2 separate regions of the Gossypium hirsutum genome follow, and region 2 is linked to region 1. Evidence: chromatin contacts called from public Hi-C data. All regions are on one chromosome and are shown on one strand. Each heading gives the region's core, a stretch centred on a gene start, on an enhancer-like site or on the middle of the called end of the contact. The rest is flanking DNA. Distances are from core to core; before and after follow the strand shown. Region 1 has its middle 27 kb from the start of LOC121225481. Region 2 holds the start of LOC121203169.

Region 1 (4,112 bases), core at 1,444-3,943:
TTTTTTTTTATCTGAACCCAAATTTAACCGACCTATGAACATATTTATTACCAAGAGATGATTTGAAAGGTTAGAGTTGGATGCAATTGGGAGGGTTACTTAAAAAAAAATTGACGAAACCTTAAAAGTTTATTTGTTATTAAGATATTAGGGGTATATGTGGATTTCAAGAAAAAAAATAGGGATATAAATCGATATTTTAATTATTTTAAAAAATAAATCGTTTTTATTTGCGTGGGTTGAAAGCACGTCATGTGGAACTCATTTTTTAATAATGTGTCAAAAAAAATTGTTTTTTTTAAAATATGGACACGCTTTCACACTACCCAAATAATATCCCTATTTTTTTTAAATCCGCATATACTCCTAATTTTGCTTAAGATTACAATTATATGTTAATTGCTCAAGCTATATATATATTATATTATAAACGTTTAATAAGTTAAAAGATTAAAGTTTAACATTTATTAAATTATATTTAATAAATATTAAACTTAAATTTCTTTAATTTCTTTATTTCATTTCTTCACTATCAATAGGAGCGTTTCTTGAACCCCATATGATGACCTGATAGTTAAGGGTGTTTATCGTCCTAGGTGTGACTTGGATTCGAGTTTATTATTTAGGTTTTACCCTATTATTATAATTCACTTAAAAAAAATGTGTTTCTTTAAACAAAGATCATCTATTTTCAAATTTTAAAAAGTTAAGTTTTTTTAAAGATTTAATTATTTTTATTTTAGTTTATGACTATGATACTGTGGAGAGGAAAATGAATCAAATTTTATAGGTTGACGGTGTCACTCTTCAAGATGATATTATTAAAATCTTCGAGCCTCAAAATGTGTGATATTCATTATCTATAAGTTGTTAGTTGTAATATTTTATTTTATTTTAATAAAGTTAAGAAATAATTAAAAATATATTCACTATAATATGCTCTTTCTTCTATCATAAATGTTATGTCTTATTTCCATATCACTAACATCGTTAAAAAATTTCATTCTTCAACCGAGGTGGAATTAGAAAAAATGAAATTCAAATCACAAGATTGGATTGAATTTTTTTAATGAAAAATAATTATTTCAATAAACACAATTTCAAGTTTCATATCAGTTGACTAACAAAAATATTTAATGATACGAGAAAATATTTGGAGTTTTTAGACTCCACAAACAGAATTTAGAGTTAATAGTAAAATATTAAAAAATAAATATTTAAAAAAAAACACACAAATCATTAGTGATTTGAACTAAAATATAACGTTAACAATAATGAAAAGAAAAATGTTTTAGGGTGTAAAAATCCCTCAAAATTAAAAAAAAACAATTAAACTCCTTTTTTTTTGCACTCAATTGGGTACTTGATATTTCAAAATGCATTAAAAAGGAACTCAAACTTAAAAAAAAAAAATTAACCTTTTTTTTTACACTCAATTGAGTACTTGAACTGTCGAAATACATTAAAAAGACCCTCAAAAGTTTTCAAAAAAAAAGAGAGCAATTAAGCCCATATATTTTCTTTTTGCACTCAATTGTCAAAATGCATCAAAAAGGCCATTGACCGTTAAATTTAACTGCCCCTAATTTTTTCAGTTAAAACCACCTCGTATCACAACCACTGTGTCACATGTGACAAAAAAATTATGAAAAATAAAAATTAATAAAAGTGATTAAACTTTAATAAAAATATAAAAAATTATTAAAAATTAGAAATATATATAAATCATAAAAAATATAAAATCTTATAAAAAAATTATAAAATGCATCAGAAAACCCTTTAACCATTAACTTTAATCGTTAACTGTTAAAGTTAATGATCCCTATTTTTTTCAGTTAAAGACATCACATGTCACAATACAACGTAACATATTGCGAAAAAGATAAAAATATTTCTTTTGATATGATAATTTTTATAATTCTTTTACGAATTTTATAATTCTTTACATTTTTTAATCATTTTCTTACGACTTTATAAAATTTTATATATTTTTCTATATTTTATAATTTTTTTTAGAATTTTATAAAATTTTACAATTTTTGTAATCTTTTTCTATTTTTTAATAAAAAATAAATATTTGTTATACTTTTATTAAAATAATAATAGATAAATATTTCTTATATTTTTATTAAAATTTAATAACTTTTATAACTTTTATTGATTTTTATTTTTATCATTTTTTTTGCGACATGTCACGTTGTAGTTGTGACATGTGTGACTTTAACTGAAAAAAAATTAGGAACGGTTTGTTTTAAAAGTCAACCATTAAAGTTAACAATTAAAGGATCTTTTTTATGTATTTTTTGACAATTGAGTGCAAAAAAAAAAAAACAGGGCCTTCATTGCTTTTTTGAAAAAGTTTGAGGGCTTTTTTTATGCATTTTGATAGTTTAAGTATCCAATTGAGTGGAAAAAAAAAAGCAGGGGCTTAATTGCTTTTTTTTTTGAAAAATTTTGAGAGTCTTTTTGATATATTGTGAAAGTTCAAGTATCCAATTGAGTGAAAAAGATATGGACTTAATTACTTTTTTTGAAAAAATTTGAAAACTTTTTATGCCCTTAAACCAAAGAAAAATCAAATTATAATTTCAACATTTATCAAAGGACAAATGGACTATGGTACTACAAGAACCAGGCTGCTGGGCCTGTGGGGGTGGTCCAACACCATATTTTAAGATGGTTCAAGCCTTCAAAAGTTTGCCCACCCCACACCTTTCACCTGGAGAAATGTTCTATGCCTACTTGGGTTTTTTTTGTTCTCTCTTATACAATGTCCAAGTTTCCAGTTGCTTTCCTAATTAAAAGAATATCATGTCAAAAAAATTATATTATTATTATTATTTAAAATTACTCATAGGTTTCTTCAATTATTAAAGTAAAGATATTAACTTTAATGTTTATGCTTTGAAGGGATTCACAAGATTTTAAGTCTTACGTGTCTACCATTTTACCACCAATGTATCTTGAAAGTGAATCGTATTCCATGAATATGATATCTATCTAGTGTAATGTATGGTATATATGACAAAGGTGGAGTGTTGGGGTATTTCAATTGATTGGTAATGTCATTGCTTCAATTTGAAGGATCCGAAGGATATCTATATTAAGATTATATTAAATATACCCAAACCAAAAAATATAAGCCTTGAAACCAAAGTAAAGACAATACTTCAATATTCAAGCAACAGCACACATGTGTTTAGCCTTTAACCCCCAATTGCTCAATAAAAATAAGAGGCAAGACTATATTTAAACCCTCTTAAAAGCCTTTCCTCAACCAATATAGGATTGTCCACATTGCATTACCAATAATTACAAATTTAAATACTTTTAAACATATATATAATTTTAAATTATTTCAATAATAATAATATCAACTGAATTAAAAATCATTACAAATTTAAATACTTTTAAACATATATATAATTTTAAATTATTTCAATAATAATAATATCAACTGAATTAAAAATCATTCAAATATGCATACTTGATTAATTGATTTGGAATATATATTTTTATCTTCTATGTGTAAAATGGGACATAAATTAAACCTTATCATTACCAATTACCATGGCATTCTGATAAATTATTTTACTTTAATTTTATTTTTAAAAAAATCGACTACCTATTACAACAACAATTGGGTTAAATATTTTTATTATTTAATTATTACAGGTGATGCATAATAAACAGTCGATTTTTAAAATGATTATCTTGATGTGAATAAAAGTAACATGTACTGATGTAACTATTTCATGCAATCTTTTAAATTGTTGGTATTTAATATTTTTATTTGATACATATTCGAAAATAGACGCGTATTACTTTCCAAACATATATAGAGAAACATATAAAATTTGAGTATGCTTAGAACATATGGACAGCAGCAAACATAACTTATGTGACACATGATACCCTAATTTCAATCTACATTAATGAGGCTCTTGAAAATTTTGAGGTCTTGTATTCAAGTTTCAGATTTATTTTAATTGAGTTGTCTAAATAGATTTTAGTTTGTGATTTAAGCTCAGTTAATTATTTAATGTTTTATGTATTTAATTATTTTTATGATATTATTCATCTAATTATCTTTTTGTATAATTTTAATTTAT
Region 2 (4,457 bases), core at 1,197-3,696, 220 kb before region 1:
TTTGGTACTCTACCGATGTCCACTTGGATCACTAATAAGGCACATATTATTAACACCATGTAAATAATATATTCTTTAAGAAGAAAAATGCTTAAAATGAATATGGTGAAAAGTTTATCAAATTAATATATTTGTTAAAAATTGATTTAAAAATTAAACGAGATTTTAGTTAAAATAGTAAAGTTATATGTTTAAAATTTATTATTATTTATTATTGATTTATATAAAATATAAGAAGATAAAAATTTATAGATTCTGGTCATATTTGGTTTTTTTTTAGACAATACTTAGAATTACTTATAACACATCTACAATTCATAAATAGGAGGATAATGCACTTCAAGTACTTGAACAATGTCTTCTTAGCAGCAATGCTTATAACAATCAAACTAAAATTCAATCAGCAATTAAATCGATCCAATGTTATAAAATGTATTTTTAATAGAAAATCAGAAAACCAATCTAATATTTTTTTCAAAAAAAATCGAGAATAAAAAAGTAATAGAAAAACTTGATTTTTTTGGATTTTTTAAAGAATAGAGATTGATTTACTTTCAATAATATATAAATAGAAATATATGATAATAAACACTTAAACGTGCTTAAATTCACATTCTTATATATTAATAATAACGTTAATATTAATTAAATTAAAACTCAATCATTTTTTATAATTTTTAAATTATTATTAATTAATACTTTAGTAAATAAAGCAATAAACTTTTAAAAAATTTAATAACCAAATGGATAAATAAACTAAGTCGTTGGAAGATTTTTTGTTTAATAATTGACCCAAAATTTAAAGATGGTGACATGGAAAGTTAGGCAGGCATGTTTAACGTGTTAGAATGAGTGAATGAATCCACCTTCCATGTAGAAATTTCAGAGAAGTCACATCTACATGTGATTTATGCAATCCACTCAAATTTTGTGCCAAAAGCATGTTTTAGCCTTTTACACAGTCCTATGGATTTATATTCGCTTTTTTTTAATAATATAAAAATATTAATTATTTACGAAAATGTGTTAAAATGAAAAATTTATTTACAAAAACGGTTTGTATTCGTCGGTGTCGCTTGACATACTAGTGGTACCACCCCTTGTCCTCTTAATTATCATCCAATCGTTAGATTTAAAAAAAAAATTTTGATGCCATCATTGTGTCAGGCGATACCTGTATATATTTTTTGAAATACTTATAAAAAATGAGAGTATTTTTTAATGGGTGTCGTATGTGTGTTAGACAACATTGGTCAATTTTTTTAAAAAATCATGTCAGTTGAAATCAACCAAAAAATAATTTTTTAATAGGTGTCGCCGTGTATGAAGCAACAACGGTGGTAACTTTTAAAAACAAAATAGGTGAAAATGAAAAGAAATCGTTGAAAAAGAAAAAAAATAAATAAATGGGAGAGCCTATGACCGATGCCTGATTCATAAGTGGTTCTTGTTTTCTTAGCTTATCAGTGTCACCATCAGTAGATTAAAAAACCTAGGAAAAGAAAACTAAACACAAACATGAACTTTTTTTTTTGAATAATCTCATTATAAGTTATGATAATATCTACTCTTTTTGACATAATGTCTAGAACTACTCATAACCCCTCCCCAACCTATTAATAAGAGGATAATACACTTTAACGCACTCGAATCCACATCCTCCTGTATTGACAATAATACTCATGCCAATCGAGCTAAGACTTAATCGGCTAAAACAAGAACTAAATATGGAGAATTTTAAAGAACTCAAGAAAGAAAAATATGAAAAAGAAAAGTTTAAATGACTTTTTATTTTAAAAAATATCAATATAAAATCTCAAAAATTGAAAATTATGTGGTAATGGTACAATTGCATTTATGGAATACCTTGAAATGGGAAAATAATAATATAGAAATATAGTAAAAATTAGCAGTCAACATTTAATTTAAATAGATAAATATTAACTCAAATAAAAAAAGTTAGTGCGTTCAAAAAAGGTTAGTGACAGGTTATCTTAAAGGAAAGTGACAAAAAAAGTGATTTTTTTATTTACTTCATTTCACGTGAGTGTAACATCATGATTCTTAATATTTATTTTTTAATATAATGTTTAGAATTATCTATAATTCTCCATAATTCTTAAATAAGAGGATAATGTGTTTCAGTGCACTTGAACCCATGTGCTTTTGTATTGGCAACAATACTGATGCCAATTGAGCTAAGACTCAATCAGAAAAAAATGAGATTGTTTAAATTGTAAATTTTTTTATTTTAAATACTTAAAATAAAAATTTTTTATAGTTGAGTGACTGGAATTTACCGTAAAGACAATGACGATGTAGAACCAGCGGTATCAAACGGCAGCAGAAACAATGAATCGAACGGTTCACTTTCGTTCCAAGACCTTTTCAAATTCCAACGGTCAAAACTCAAAATCCCAGAATCAGAATCTCTGCTTTTGAAACAAACTAGCCGTTGTGTTCCATTTTTACATTACCCATCCATCCGCTCATCAAATTTTCTTTCACATTTCCCCAATCACAATCTTTTACCATTACCATCCAAGATTTTGTTGTTTTCCATTCTAAAACCCTAAACCCGCATCACATTCAATCAAACTAACAATAAACGAAACAAAGCAAACAAAAATTTTCAATAATGACATCACTTTCCAGAACTTCTTCATCGTCGATTCCATGTAGAACGAACGCTAATATGAGAAAATCCGAACTCTGCGATCCCACAAGGAGAAGTTTCAATGGAAGCCCTTTTACAATGCCGGCTGTTATCACAAATCCCAAAGCATTTAACCTCAACACTCCGGCTAATAGCCCTTCAGGTTCCATTTTCTTTCACTCTTCTATTCGTTCTTTTTAGAGTTTTAATTATCTGTTTCTGGCAAAAGGAATTAAGGGTATGAAACAAATGTAAAGAAAATTTGAGACATTAATCTGGGTTCTAAAGGGAATATCGAAAAGGAAATTTGGGTTCGTGTTTTTGTTTCGTCTTATGTTAGTTTTGTTAGAAAATAATGATCTGCTTGTTTGGGTAGAAAATGAACATTCACACTTGAGTTTGAATTGTTTTAGAAATTTCAATTTTCCAGGTTTATCATTGTAAGTTTAAATCATTATTGGTTAGTGGGATTTAATTTCCTAACTTGAATTTCATAAATTAATTTAATTTTTTTAACCTCGTTAAGAGGTGATAATATCACATTTTAAGATTATATTATGTCATGATCTGAAGGTTTTAAGATAAATAAAATAATCTTTAAAAATTATATATTTTTAAAAAAATCGGGTGATAACATGACTTTAAAGGTGTTAAAAAATTAAATTGTTTGTAAAAATTCAAATTCAAAGACAGACTAAAAAAGGTCTACAGACCAAGTTGATAAAAGTTGCAAACTTGCAAGTACTGAATGTTGCTTTTATTTATTTGCAATGGTGAGAGATTTTCCTAGCAACCAAACAGTAAGAATTATGGTTCTGATATTTGTATTTGTACTTTTTATCATTTTCCTTTTCTAGATTTTTCTCGAAGGCATTCAACTGACAGAGAAAGTGTAGCTTCTTTGCGTGATCCCAACAAGGAGAATTATATAGACCAAAATCCAAAACCAACAAGACTCAGATCACCAGCTGTTTCAAAGGGTAAAAAGAATTTCATGGCACCGACAATCTCGGCTGCTTCGAAGATCAATGCGTCACCTAGAAAGAAAATCTTGGTAGAGAGAAACGAGCTGGCTCGATCTTCTGTTTCATTCTCTGATGTCAAAAGTCTAATCATGCAACATAATGAATCAACATCGGAGATTGCTTTGAAGCCGAAGAAGGTTTCATTTTCTGATGTTAAAAGCATGATCATGGAAGATAATGAATGTAAGGAGCCTTTGGAAGGCAATGCCAATTCGGTTCAAGTGATTCCCAGCTTTGAGATTAGTCCTAAAGTTTCAATTTTAGCACCACTTGATGCAGATCCATTGATGCTTCCTCATGACCCCCAAACCAATTACCTTTCTCCAAGGCCTCAGTTTCTTCATTACAGGCCAAATCCTCGAATCGAGCTTTATCAGGAACAAGATGGCAAGCAACTCAAGGAGTGCTTAGCAACGGAAAGCTATTACGACACCGGAGAAACAGAGTCCGAAGGTTCCCAGAGAGAATCTGAGGATGCTGCTGCCACGGTTGAAGAGAGTTTTGAGGCCAAAAGAAGGTCCAAGCAACGTTTTTGCACTAAATCAAAGTTCATTGTTTTGCTTATGGTTTTGGCCTTTGCTTACTTTTCAGTTCTAGCAGCTAATTCTCCAGCTTTTACTTCTAGTGGATTGGAAGAATTAAGCCTATTAAAATTCCATGTGCCACCTCAAATCACCGCTTTTGCAAAAGCTAAATTTGAGGTTTTCACTGAAAATCTTTCCAGTTCGAGAGAAGGGGACAAATTCAGTCTCTTTGAATATGCTAACTTGAGTCAT

Evidence for each region. A called contact is a pair of places that touch in the nucleus more often than the background predicts.
Region 2: a Hi-C map of leaf shows a contact between it and region 1, with 2.1 times the contacts expected there. The contact joins the promoter of LOC121203169 here to the enhancer-like site in region 1. A contact is called at or near these places in 5 of 34 Hi-C or Micro-C datasets (callus, leaf and petal).

The regions. Positions count from the first base shown.
Region 1 is chrD13:5,506,677-5,510,788 of Gossypium_hirsutum_v2.1, reverse strand. No RefSeq gene overlaps it. Among protein-coding and RNA genes, the nearest start is that of LOC121225481, 27 kb to the left of the region's middle. Within about 2 kb of position 2,693, at least 2 of the 9 cell types and tissues checked have an H3K27ac peak or open chromatin away from gene starts, as enhancers often do. A contact at or near this core is called in leaf, where this site is marked.
Region 2 is chrD13:5,722,361-5,726,817 of Gossypium_hirsutum_v2.1, reverse strand. LOC121203169 reads left to right here and starts at 2,446. Exons shown (of 3, transcript XM_041110105.1): 1 at 2,446-2,819; 2 at 3,514-4,457. The coding sequence starts at 2,639.